3 separate regions of the Mus musculus genome follow, and regions 2 and 3 are each linked to region 1. The links are chromatin contacts, called in public ChIA-PET and Hi-C maps. All regions are on one chromosome and are shown on one strand. Each heading gives the region's core, a stretch centred on a gene start, on an enhancer-like site or on the middle of the called end of the contact. The rest is flanking DNA. Distances are from core to core; before and after follow the strand shown.

The links. Hi-C and Micro-C count contacts between places; a contact is called where the count stands out from the background. ChIA-PET counts read pairs in DNA pulled down with a chosen protein or histone mark.
Region 2: an RNA polymerase II ChIA-PET map of memory CD8 T cells shows a contact between it and region 1, with 571 read pairs. The contact joins the enhancer-like site here to the promoter of Snx14 in region 1. A contact is called at or near these places in 7 of 39 promoter capture datasets (the 3T3-L1 cell line, the C10 cell line, the HPC-7 cell line and 3 more), 1 of 15 datasets of contacts at CTCF or cohesin (CD8 T cells), 4 of 484 Hi-C or Micro-C datasets (CD4 T cells, CD8 T cells, granulocyte-monocyte progenitors and 1 more), 6 of 115 datasets of contacts at active chromatin or transcription factors (CD8 T cells, the SCID.adh cell line, bone marrow-derived macrophages and 2 more) and 2 of 9 other capture datasets (adipose tissue and liver).
Region 3: a contact with region 1 is called in a Hi-C map of pre-megakaryocyte-erythroid progenitors, with 1.6 times the contacts expected there. The contact joins the enhancer-like site here to the promoter of Snx14 in region 1. A contact is called at or near these places in 6 of 39 promoter capture datasets (the C10 cell line, the HPC-7 cell line, hematopoietic stem and progenitor cells and 2 more), 10 of 484 Hi-C or Micro-C datasets (the G1E-ER4 cell line, LSK cells, bone marrow-derived macrophages and 7 more), 5 of 115 datasets of contacts at active chromatin or transcription factors (the HPC-7 cell line, the SCID.adh cell line and embryonic stem cells) and 2 of 9 other capture datasets (adipose tissue and liver).

The regions. Positions count from the first base shown.
Region 1 is chr9:88,436,666-88,440,943 of GRCm38.p6, reverse strand. Snx14 (sorting nexin 14) reads left to right here and starts at 2,015. Exons shown (of 29, transcript NM_001359958.2): 1 at 2,015-2,276. The coding sequence starts at 2,137.
Region 2 is chr9:88,377,755-88,382,032 of GRCm38.p6, reverse strand. Snx14 (sorting nexin 14) reads left to right here. Exons shown (of 29, transcript NM_001359958.2): 25 at 149-313; 26 at 456-551; 27 at 1,772-1,863; 28 at 2,467-2,523. Among named protein-coding and RNA genes, the nearest start is that of Nt5e, 52 kb to the right of the region's middle. Within about 2 kb of position 1,757, at least 95 of the 459 cell types and tissues checked have an H3K27ac peak or open chromatin away from gene starts, as enhancers often do. A contact at or near this core is called in CD8 T cells, the HPC-7 cell line, the SCID.adh cell line and 4 more, where this site is marked.
Region 3 is chr9:88,402,489-88,406,766 of GRCm38.p6, reverse strand. It overlaps Snx14 (sorting nexin 14), which reads left to right. Exons shown (of 29, transcript NM_001359958.2): 9 at 1,452-1,527; 10 at 2,024-2,068; 11 at 2,176-2,256; 12 at 2,349-2,463; 13 at 3,347-3,502. Among named protein-coding and RNA genes, the nearest start is that of Snx14, 34 kb to the left of the region's middle. Within about 2 kb of position 2,401, at least 83 of the 459 cell types and tissues checked have an H3K27ac peak or open chromatin away from gene starts, as enhancers often do. A contact at or near this core is called in the HPC-7 cell line, bone marrow-derived macrophages, conventional dendritic cells and 5 more, where this site is marked.

The DNA.
Region 1 (4,278 bases), core at 766-3,265:
GTGCAGGAGCTGAAGCAAATCCAGTTCATAGTATTAGGCAAGACAGCGTTTTCTTTTCCCCTTTCTCGTGTAGCCCTGATTGTTCTAGAATTCATTCTGAAGACAAACTCGGAGATCCACACCTGCTCCTGCCCTCCATTGATGGGATCAAAGGCGTGTACCATCATTGCCTGGCAGAATTTCATAAACAGGATCGATTGAGGAAATGTCATAGCTGTTCTAGGGAGCTTAATATAAGTTAGAAAACTTCATAAGTGTAAAGTGGATAGTAAACTTTAAGAGTGAAGAAACATTTAGAAGTTAATTTTCATGGGTGAAGTCATAGCAGTGGGGTCTTGTGGAAAGATATTTAGTTAAGTTGTGCACTGATAACAATTTATGAGACAGTTAAGTCCTCATTACAACCAAAAATCCTGTTAGGGAAGAAATTCACTCTAAAACCAATATAGACAAATTGCCTAGTTCATTTTAAGTTCTGCAAAGGAATTAGACAAATGTTTCAAAGGTGTCTAATTTGAGCAGAAATGAAAAACAATCTATTAAAGGTACACTATCTTGGTTAACAAGTTCAGAAACTTAGAAGCAAAGCAATACAAAATGCAAGACAAATGACTAACCAGTTTAAATCACTTAGATTCACACTAGGCATTTTACGGTGCATGAAGATTAACATACACTTAATCCAAACGGTTTCTATTTCATTATTAGCCCCAGTCTATTTCAGTAAGGGAAGGCTATTTTGCAAATCTCGGTATCAAACCCTACACGTTTGGTAAACATTATTACTGGGTTACAGCCCTTTGGTCCTGTGATTTGTTTGAGAGTGTGTATTTGCTGTGTCCAGACTACTGATCCCTGTTGGGATTTACCGTGCTCTTTGTGGAGTTAACAGTGTAAAATTACAAAAGTGAATGTTAAGTGTGTACCTTGAAACTTCACATGAGTATATAAAGAATATATATATATAAAGAATTTGGTGACAGATGCACACTTCATGAGTGGAAATGTTACTGTCATCTAAAGATACTGCTAGTGTGTATTTAATGTTCTTTGGTACACGTTGTATTAAAGTTGGTTCTGAAGAAATTAGGAATACATGTAAATTTAAGGACAAAGACCTGAATTTCTAACAGCTGTAATGGGAAGAAAGGATGGTACATCCTGTAAAGGAAATGAGCCACTAAGGATCACCCACCTTTTCAGAATATTGAAAATATTAATGAAGCTGCACATACACTTGAGAAAACAAGGAGTTCTGTTTCCCTGTCTAGGGGAGAGAGGTGGCTTGATGGAAACTGCCAGTGTCAGAATAGCATGAAATTCTGTTTTCGCTAAGAAGCGATCCCGAGCAGGATCTTGCTTGTCTCAGCGATGTGATTATGCTGTAGTTGAAACTAGAATAGCTTACGCTCTAAGGGTAATGTTTGTAGGGTAAATTCAAACGCTTTACATGCCTGAGTTTTAGCTCCTACAAAATGCTGAATGAAATTCTAAAAGGGACTATCCAGATTCCAAGCCTGCTGTCGTCACACGCTGGGTTATGGTTAAGATCGCGGGGTGAGGTGACTCCCTCGTTGTTGGTTACGTGGCTAACATGACTTTCTTTCGGAGGTGGATTGCGGGTGGGTGGCGGGCGGGTAGGTTGTCATACGCCCCAGCTTGATCCCCTTTTAAAAAGCGGACTTGAAGGCGTCCTTTCCTCCTCTCCCTTAGGTGTGGCAACGAGAATCCGAGAGGTTGAGGCGGCAGGGTCCGCTGTATGGACTACATTTCCCAGAGGGCTCCAGGAGCCGCACGCGGCTGCTGTGCAATTAGCTTTCCCACACTCTTCTGCCAGTCTGCATTCTAGGTTTCCCTGGACTTCCGGATAAGGAAAGTGGGTGGCCGCGCCAGAACGTCAGTCCGAGCGCTCCCCAGTCCTCCCGCGGGATGGTGGCGGCGGCCTTGGGGCGGCCTTGCGTGTGGTTGGGGCGTTGGTTGCGCACGCGCGGCGAGGGTTGCGGGGCGGGGCCTTGTGCGGCTGAGTCTAGCTGTGAAGCTGGGTGGTGGGTGGCAATGTGGCTCCGCCGCCGGGGTTTGGGGGTGCCCTCCGCCTCTGCCTCTGAGGGCGGCACGTCCTCCCCTGCGTGGACTGAGATGGGGTCTTGGGTGCGGACGATCTGCGGGAGGCTGAAGCAGCGGCTGCGGCTGGACGTGGGGCGCGAGATTTGCCGTCAGTATCCGCTGTTCTGCTTTCTGCTGCTCTGCCTCAGCGTCGCCTCGCTGCTCCTCAACAGGTACCTGCTGTTGGCCCCGCGGCGGCCGCTCGAGAGCCCGCAGGCTGCTGGGCGGCGGGCAGGAGCGCACTCTGCACCGCGGTCTCGGGAAGGGCGGCCCAGGTTGCTCCCGGATATGCGGACGGGTGCGGGCCCGGGACCACGCAGCCTTCGTGGTTACCTGGCTCTCAACCTCTCCTTTTTGACCATTTCTCAATGACGAGCCTTTATCGTCTGTTTTACAATTACAATCTGTAATGCCACCTCAGTTCAGTAAAGGTGATCGGAGGGAGGTGGCTTCAAGGTTCTGTCGCAGCCTCTCCTCTTGGGGAAGCCTTCTCTCGCAACAGTACGCCCTCACACCGGCACACACCTTTGCAACCACAATTTCGTCTCTTTAAAATACTGGTTTTTGACCCAAAGTCAGAAAGCAGTGTAGTACCCATCGCAACTCTACAATATTCTGGTTTTTCTTTTTTTTCAAGATCTGTAGTTAAATTGACATTTTGAGGTCAGAAGTCTCCGCCCCTGAAGCTTGTTGTGTTTTATATTTCCAGAAGTAGTATGGGTGCAGTGATAGTAGAAAAGATGTGTACTTAAAAACATCGTCACATTCTTTTCTCTGTTTTGAACAAGCAGTCGCCTTTTATTTTGAAGTAATTCATTTGCAAGAATAACAGTGAGAAACATACACAAGAGATTTGACTTAGTAGTTTCACTAAGGCTATTTCCTGTGATTCTGACAACAGTTTTGTTGTTTTCCTTCATTTCTCGCTCTCTCTCTCTCTCTCTCTCTCTCTCTCTCGTTTCTGCCATCTTGGTGGCTTTGTAGAATTGGGGCTTAAGCGATAGATTAACAGATAGTAATTACTATGAATTACTGTCTTACAGAAAAAGTGCCCGGCTTGTGATGATGAGGTGCTTGATTGTAGGGCTGTGGGAGAAGTGAGTTCCTTTAACAGCAGACATTACTAGTTACTTAATACAGTTCTGTCCTCTGAAAGGTGTTTCAAGCTGGACTAGCAAAGCCGAGCAAAATGTAAACTATAGGATGTGAGTTTTGTCCTCAACTTTCTTCGATGGAAACTGACTAAAGTATAATTCTTCTCTAAGGTGCATCAGCCATGTGTTGGGGACAGATTGAACTAGCAATTCTGAGGTCACCAAAGTAGGAAGTCATAGAATGTAATGTGATATGTGATCTGTACTATGAATTGGTATTATGCAAAGAAGGGAGAAAATACACATACATTTTTATCTCTGAATGGTCATATTTGTGAGCAAAATTATTTTTGCATACTTCCCCCCGATTTGTTCCTATTGAATCAACTAAAGTGACATTAAACATCACAGTACTGTCCCTTTTATTTTATTATTTTATGTCTATGGGTGGTTTTTAAAGTTATTTATTTTATGTGTATGAGTACACTGTAGCTGTCTTCAGATACACTATTACAGATGGCTGTGAGGCATCATGTGGGTGCTGGGATTTGGAACCAAGGACCTCTGGAAGAGAAGTCAGTGGTCTTAATTGCTGAGCTATCTCTCCAGCCCCGTCCATGGGTGTTTTATCTGCAGGTGTATCGGCACCACGCCCATCCAGTGCTGATGGTGGCCAGAAGATGGTCTTGGTTCCCCAGGAAATGGAATTAGAGACATCAGTGAGCGGCCATGTGGGTGCTAGGAATGGACTCCTCATCCTCTAGAAGGGCAGTCCTGCCCCCCCCCCCTTGTTGAGCTCTCTCTCCAGCGCCCCCACAGTGTTTTCTTTGAATAAGTGGTTAGCGAGCCTTTCAGGAAAAGAATTAGGGAAGGTGCAGAGCAGGATGAGTAATGAGCTTTTTATGACACATGTACTTCTCTTTAAGATGTGTACTGCTGTGATGTGTGTATGTGTGTGAGAGAGACAGACAGACATGTACACACATAGACACACATAGATATAAACATATATGCTGTATATGCTTATATTGTCCATGGAATGTCATTTGGGAAAACATGGTCTCTTCTGCCAAAAGGAACT
Region 2 (4,278 bases), core at 508-3,007, 59 kb after region 1:
ATTCAGATACAGCCTGCCTCAACTTTGTGAAAGAAATTCTTTTCACCGATTTACTACATTGGCCTTGAACATGACCACTGTTACTTTTATTCATTGATCATTCTGAGTGACAACAGATTTCAGTTGATTCTTAATTGGTCTTCCTCAGGGCGAGTAGTTTTTCAAGTCCCAGACTGGCTTCATCATCTTCTAATGGGAACTCGAATCCTCTTTAAGAACACCCTGGAAATGTACACAGACTACTACCTCCAGTGCAAGCTGGAGCAGCTGTTTCAGGAGCACCGGCTGGTCTCCCTCATCACCCTTCTCAGAGGTTCGTATGACCATGTCTGTATCATGGTCTACCTTTGTGTTTTTTTTTTTCCAGGTATTTTTAAACCAGCATTTTTATTACTAGAATATACTTGCGTATAAATTGGAGAATAATTGTATACATTTCCTGTACTCATTTTTAGATGCTATATTTTGTGAAAATACTGAACCTCGCTCTCTCCAAGATAAGCAAAAAGGAGCAAAACAGACTTTTGAAGAAATGATGAATTACATTCCAGGTATGATATTTAAATAACTCAATTGTATATAGATTGGCACCACTTTGAAGTTGCAGTATAATTATTGAAACTAATTGTTATTGTTAGTTTTTATTTTAGAAATAATATAACTCATTAGAAAACGTAATTTGGCCAGGCAGTGGTGGCACATGCCTTTAATCCTAGCACTTGGGAGGCAGAGGCAGGTGGATATCTGAGTTCAAGGCCAGCCTGGTCTACAGAGTGAGTTCCAGGACAGCCAGGACTATAGAGAGAAACCCTGTCTCGAAAAAAAAAAAAAAAAAAGAAAATTAAAGAAAAGAAAAGAGAAGAAAAGAAAAGGTAACTTGTCCGTTTGTTGATACTACTAATACTGTCTGTTTGAGATAGATTCTTGAGCTGTAGCACAGACTAGCCTTGATCTTGCAACAGTTCTTTTGCTTCAGTCTTTGTAGTGCTGGTGTTACCTGTAGGAGACTTTAGGCTCACCCCTAAAATTTAGGACACGGGTTTTTCTACTCACACACTAATCAGGGCTTTATGATTTGTCTGCTGTGTGACCCTAGCTGGCTTGGAGCTTACTGTGTAGACCAGGTTGGTCTCAAATTTGCATTTATCCTCCTGCTTCTGCTTCCCAAATGGTGAGATTAGAGCTGTCCAGCATATCTGGTCATAGACATCTTTTCTGTATGGTTTTATGTGTCTATATAAAGAGGGAGTTTAAATCCTGTTGTTTGGGGTGCTGAGGGACAGCTCGGTTGTTGAGCACATGCTGTTGTTGCAGAGACCATCACATTAGTTAGTGGCTTAGAGTTGCCTGTAACTCCCACCTCTCTGGCCTCTGTGGGCACTTACACTCAGGTGCACATCTCTCTTCACAAACACAACACATCATTCAAAATACATAGTTTAAAAATTGGTTTTGTTTTACCCTGATGTATAATAAAATATGTTTTCTAAGTCTCTTTTATCACTTAGTGGTAGTTGGTTTATATACTATAGTATATCCTGTGCATTGTGAACTTCTGAAAGGGGGATTAATAATAACTACTACTTTTTTTTTTTTTTTTTTTGACCCGACCATGAGACTTGTTTCTAGGAGGTTCTTGTAGAAACTGGTTTGAGAAATACTGACTTGGAGCTTTTATGTGGTGTCTGTGAACAGAGGAGGCATGTGGCTTTTAAGAGGCGGTTGGTGGTGAGTCACTGTGAGCTGTTTCATATGTGGCTTTCCTGTTTAGATCTGATAGTCAAGTGTATCGGTGAAGAAACCAAGTACGAAAGCATCAGACTCCTGTTTGATGGCCTGCAGCAGCCAGTGCTCAACAAGCAGGTAAGGGAGGTGGTGGGCGTTGGTGTGGCTGCTGAGCAGCGGGATGTCTGGTTTATTACCTGTGTGAGTCACTACACGACATCTAGCCCATCATTAAAATAATCTAAACGTTCAGATGGGAAAATCTGTATGTACTGTTTCTGCTGGTTCTCTTACTTCTTTGTGATATGCATGGTTGCTTAAAGTTAATATATCTTCTACCAGAAAATTTTAGATGTTTAGAAAATTTCTGACATAGTATAAACATTTTGCTAATTTAAGTCAAAGAATACCAGTTAACATTTTTATATATATAGTCGCTATATATTTTGTTGAAATGTTAATATAATATCAGTTTCATACTTGTTTATTTAAAATTTGTTCAAAACAATTTACATAGAATGGGTGAAGCATAGTAATGCCAGTTATTTTATTCACAAAGGTCTCTACTATGCATGTAAGGATGGAGCATTGTCGGTGGTGTTAGAGACACCTTTTTGCGTGTTTTGCATTGCCGTTACGTTTCCCGCTGACTTGCGTAGAGATTTACCGTGGTCCTGGCTCCCGTGCCTGTAACTTTTCTGTCTAGTTCCTTACATTTTGTTACATGTCTTTGTGCTGCAGCTGACCTATGTGTTGCTGGACATTGTGATACAGGAGCTGTTTCCAGAGCTAAATAAGGTAACTGGGAAGCAGGAATTTCTTCATTCTCCTTTGGAAAGTATATGGACATTTAACCAGAGATGAAAATGGTAGTAAGCCATTGTGACTGCAACCATTTGAAAGCTGAACAGCTTGACACAAGTGGCCTTTTGTAGTGTCCTCATCTAACACGACTGTCCAGACGTAGACTAGATTTGAGGTAACAGACCCTGGCCAGTCTCTGCCTTCAAGTTCTTAGTTCCTCCTTACCATACAAGCAGATAAGGGCCCTTTACTGTGCTTTCAGCTGAATATGTGACTAATCTTATCATCAGAATGGGCCTAGCTGTTCAGATTATCATCTGCAACATTTTCTGCTATATAAATCAGAGACGAATGTTTTTTCAACATGGATCTGTGAGTCCAAGAACACAAAATGATTTGGAGTTAGAGCATGGTGTTCTTACTATATTTAATATTGAGGATGTTGAACTTTTCTTCTTTCTAAATACAATTTAAAATTTTGTTCTTCGAACATTTCATGCACGTATACCGTGTACTTATCCATCTACCCTTTAATGGCCTAACTCCCTCTGGACCCCCTCTCTCTAATCTCCCTCCCAATTTCCTTTGCTCTAAAATAACCCACTGAGCCCAGTTAGTGTGGCCTTTATGTGCATAGGTGTGGGGGCGTCCACTGAAGCATGAGCAGCCTACCAGTGGCTACCCTCTTAAAAGGACCGTGCTCTCTCCTCTCAGATAGACAGCCATCAACTGAGCCCACCCCCATGTATCCTAGAAGTTCTGCTGTGTGTGTGGTTTTTAACTTTTTTTTTAATTGATGATTGTGTATTTGTGCACCCATCTGCATACATATATAAACACACCACGATGCAAGTGTGAAGCTCACAGGAAAACCTGCTGGATTGGTTCTCTCCTTCTACTATGTGGGGTCAGGGGCCGAACTCAGGCTGTTGTTATTTATTATTTATTTATTACTTTTGAGATGTTGGGGATTGAGACCAGAGGGGTTTTTTTTCAAATTTTTATTAGGTATTTTCTTCATTTACATTTCAAACGCTATCCCGAAAATCCCCTATACCCTCCCCCTGCCCTGCTCCCCTACCCACCCACTCCCACTTCTTGGTCCTGGCATTCCCCTGTACTGGGGCATATAAAGTTTGAAAGACCAAGGGGCTTCTCTTTCCAATGATGGCTGACTAGAGGCCAGAGTCTTAAGTATGGCTGTTTTTATCCTGTCCAGTGCCCACAGCTACTGTGAGTCTATGAGTGTCACAGCATGTCACAGCATGCCTCCCCATCTTAAGGCACTGGCATTCCCTCTTCTTAGATGTGTCCTGAGCCTTAGGACGTGGGAGTTGATACAAATGTCCCGTTTGGGGCTGAGCTTTCATAGTCACTCACTCTTAGCACTCTGACCAGCGAGGAGTCTATGCTGTAACTACTGCCCACAGCAAAGAGTAGCGCCTCTGAGTAAGGCTGAGAGCAGGGCTCGTCTATGGTATAAATACAAATATTTAGAAGGTACTTGGGCAACAAGGCTTTTTGGCAAATACCTCCTAGGGCCTATGATTTCTTCACCCATTGGTTACTGACCGGATTTACAGTATCAGGCATGAGTTCGCTACTGAGGAGCAGCCCTCAAATCAAATCAGAAAAAGGTTTTTTAGCCCCATAACAGCCTTGCTACTATCCTAAGGTCATGTCTTGCCGGGCAGGTTCACATTGTTGCTTGCAGGGTTCAGCAGTTGTTGGTTAGCCCACCACTGATCG
Region 3 (4,278 bases), core at 1,152-3,651, 35 kb after region 1:
CTCATTCTTTCCTCTCTCCTCTGTCCGCTCTCCCTCTCTTCCTTTCCGTTCATTGAGACAGGGCCATGCTACATAGTGTTCTCGACCTGCTTTGTCTCCCAATTTAGGGTTGTAGGTCTGTGTCACCATGCTCAGCTCAGTGATGTACTTGCAAATATTTAATCATTAGACGATATAGAAGTGCATGTTGGTAGAGGTATTTTAGTGTTTTGATCAAGCTGTCTAGCTGGATATGCTGCTGTGATCTCATCTATGTAGGTGCCTGAGCAGAGTGCAAATGTGAAAATCCGTCCTGGGAAACATACTGATCCTCCTTCGTAAAGAAATCTTTAGTCTCATTTGTGTTGCCAGTTAAATTGTCCTTAGTCTTAGGGCGCATGCTGTTGGATATACCATACATACACAGTTTTTTGGTGTGTGTGTTAAGGAGCAAACCCGGGACCTTGTACATGCTACTCAGTCTCTCAGCTACATCTCCAGCCTGTAAACGTGAACTTATAAAGCTAGCAAAGATTCGAGAAGGAAAAGTGCTCTGATGTCTTCCTGCTCCCTCCTGTAAGAGAGCGCTCATTTCCTTTAAACAGTGGGCACTTTTAGCAAATGAAGAGCGCAAGTCCAAGTGTGTGATGCTGCAGCAGAAGCATCTAGACACTTGCTGAAAATGCAGAATTGTACGGCCCTTCCTGGTCCTACTGAATTTTAATCTGAGTTTTTTGGATAGATAAGTGTGTACGTAGGGGAGGAGCCTAAACAGCCACATAAGACAAGCGCTCTTCCACTGAACTACACTCCCAGCTCCATCTTTCCTTTCCCCTTCCCCCTCTCCCCCTTTCCCCTTTCCCCTTTCCCCTTCCCCCTCTCCCCCTTTCCCCCTTCCCCCTTCCCCCTTCCCCTTTCCCCTTTTCCCCTTCCCCCTTTCCCCTTCCCCCTTCCCCCTTTCCCCTTCCCCTTCCCCCTTCCCCTTTTCTCTTTCCCCTTCCCCCTCTCCCCCTTCCCCCTTTCCCCTTTCCCCTTTCCCCCTTCCTCCTTCCCCCTCTCCCCCTTCCCCCTTCCCCTTTCCCCTTTCCTTTTTTCTTTCTTTTCTACCTACCTACCTACCTACCTACCTACCTACCTACCTACCTACCTATCTACCTATCTACCTACTTATCTACCTACCTACCTACCTACCTACCTACCTACCTACCTACCTACATGGTTTCATAGTACAGCCTGTAGCTGACCTGGAACTTGCTGTGTAGATCAGGCTGGCCTTGAACTAAGATCCAATTTTTTCTGCCTCTCCAGTGCTGGGGTTAAAGGCGTGCGCTACCATGTCCATCCCCATAGTTTCATTTCCGTGGGGTCTTTAGTTAGTTAAGTGCTTGACAATGAGGAACTTGTGCGGGTCACTGATTACAGAATTATTATTATTAATTATTATTATTAATTATTATTACTTCTGTCTCCAGGTCCCTGACATTACTCATAAGAGAGATTCTGTCTGGTTCTGTGCTTCTTCCTTCTTTGGATTTCCTAGCTGATCCAGTAAGATTACATTTTTTCTTTTCTTTTTCTTTCTTTCTTTCTTTTTTATAAAATACTCTTGAATTACTGTTTAGCCATTTTGTGTGTATAGTACATTGTTTTGAAACATGTGCTTATTTGAGTGACCATCATCATCACCTTCCAAAGTGTTGGTCTTAACAAAACGAAAATCCTGTAAATTCTACACCCATAAACAGTAATTCCTTGGCAGAGGAATGTTTTAGTAGTCCTTTCCTTGCCAAGTCTCAGTAGTAATCCATTCTATGTGTGTGTCACATTTTGCTTATTTATTTGTTCTTGGATGGACACTTTCAACAGTTCTGACTGGTTTGATTGTAGTTCTTTAGGAGTCCCTCTGTAACACACAGATACAGATATTTAGCCAGTCACTGTGCTGTTTATTTTTCTAGCAAACTTGATAATGTGAAAGTTCTGAGAATTTTTGGCAGAACATGACAGTGGGTTATTCTGACCTGTGCTTCTTACGTCCCATTAGGATACTGTCAATCATTTGCTTATCATCTTCATAGACGACAGCCCTGTGAGTATTGAGCGTACTGCGTGCGACACTTGGAACTGCTTTGTTTGAACTGTATGTACCAACTCTAGTGCGAATTTTACTGAATTGATAATTCTGTTTCTTCCAAGCCTGAAAAAGCAACTGAACCAGCTTCCCCTTTGGTTCCATTCCTGCAGAAATTTGCAGAACCTAGAAATAAAAAGCCATCCGTGAGTGTTTTCAGCATTAATGTTTTGGAGATAACAGTTTTAAAATACATTCATGTATCTTTCACTTACTCTTCCTCTCATGTTGCGACAAGGTGCTGAAGTTAGAGCTGAAACAAATCAGAGAACAGCAGGACCTTTTGTTCCGCTTTATGAACTTCCTGAAACAAGAAGGGGCCGTGCACGTCCTGCAGTTCTGTCTGACAGTCGGTGAGGCTTCCTCTGCGTGTCACCAGTGACGTCACCATGCTTGCTAGTGCTGTGGCTGTTTAGAGCAGATCTGCTGTCCAGACGACATTTCATGCTAGATATCTCGGGTGACTGAGCTTCTCCAGCTGTCTAGTCCTTTCTAGGTGGGGCATGACCGTAACATTGCCTGCAGTCAGATTCTAGTAGCAGAAAAGAATCTCTAAAAATCCAGTGTGGTGGTGCTGTGTGAAAGATCTCACAGTCCAAATCAGCACCGCTCGGCCAGCATTCTGTTAGGAGTGCCAAGCTGGAATATCACGGCGCGTTGGATCTGTGAGAAACTTTCCGAGCTGGATTGTCATTATTACTTAGTGAGCAATCAGATTTTACAATCTTGACAGATCTTTGGTATGAGAAACTAATCTAATATGTTCTTTATAGAAAATATTACAAATATGCTTACTAGTCTGTTGTAGCAAATTTGTATTGCTAGCCATGTTTATATATTTTATATTAACATAAAAATCTTGTTGAATTTGGGTTTTTGTTTGTTTTTTTTTGTATCTGTTGTTTTTGTTGTTTTTTGTTTGTTTTTTTGTTTTTTTTCAAGACAGAGTTTCTCTGTGTAGTCCCGGCTGTCCTGGAACTCACTCTGTAGACCAGGCTGGCCTCGAACTCAGAAATCCGCCTGCCTCTGCCTCCCGAGTGCTGGGATTAAAGGCTTGCGCCACCCCTACCTGGCTGAATTTGTTTTTAATTTGAGTATTCTACTCTCAAGTCCTTTTCTAAAAGTTTAAAATAATAATTTGATTATATTTTCTGCTTCTAGTTAGAATAAGAGCGTGAAGTTTTCATGAAAGCATTTATATTAACTTTTTTTCTTAATCTCTCTCTAATTTGTTAGAGGAATTTAATGATAGAATTTTGCGTCCAGAGTTATCAAATGATGAAATGCTATCTCTCCATGAAGAATTGCAGAAGATTTATAAGACCTACTGCTTGGATGAAAGCATTGACAAAATTCGCTTTGATCCCTTCATTGTCGAAGAGATTCAAAGAAGTAAGTCAGAGCGGATAGTGCATGGGTGGTCGGCATTGTTCCCGTCTGCTGCGTTTTCTTCGTGTCTCTTATTCTACTTTAAAAAAAGATTAATTTATACAGTTGTTTGTTTGAGGGAGGAGCCTCTCACTATGTGTCCCTGGGTAGCTTGGAGTTCACTTTATAGACCAGGTTGATCTCAAACTCAGAGACTTGTCCATCTCTGCTTCCCCAGTGCTGGGATTAAAAGCATGAGTCACCACTCCTGGCACTTTTTATTGCTTGAATAATTATTTTCAAGTGCGTGCGTGCGTGCGTGTGTGTGTGTGTGTGTGTGTGTGTGTGTGTGTGTGTGTGTGTGTGTTCGAGTGTGTACATGTGCCCAGGTGCCCTTGAAGGGCAGAGGCTTTAGAGCCCTCTAGTGCTGACGGTTGTGAGCTGCCAACATGGGTTTTGGTAACTGAACTCTGGTCCTTTGCAAGAGCAGTTACCAAGCGCACTCTTGAGCGCTTCACGTATTTTTTAGTCATTCCAGCAGCAGTTAAGATGCTTTAAAAAATACTTAGGACCTTTTATTAACTTTCTTAGTTAAGACTTTTTTTTTTTTTTTTACATATTTTACTGACAAGATTAAAGCTTTGAGAAAGAGAAGTGTTCACTATAAATATAACTGAGGCAGGCATGAAGGTGGATGCCTGTAATCTTAGCCCTTGGAGGTGGAGGCAGGAAGATCATGGGTTCAAGGACAGCCTATCCTACAAGGAAATTCCACTTGAGTCTGGCTGCTTAGTGGGACC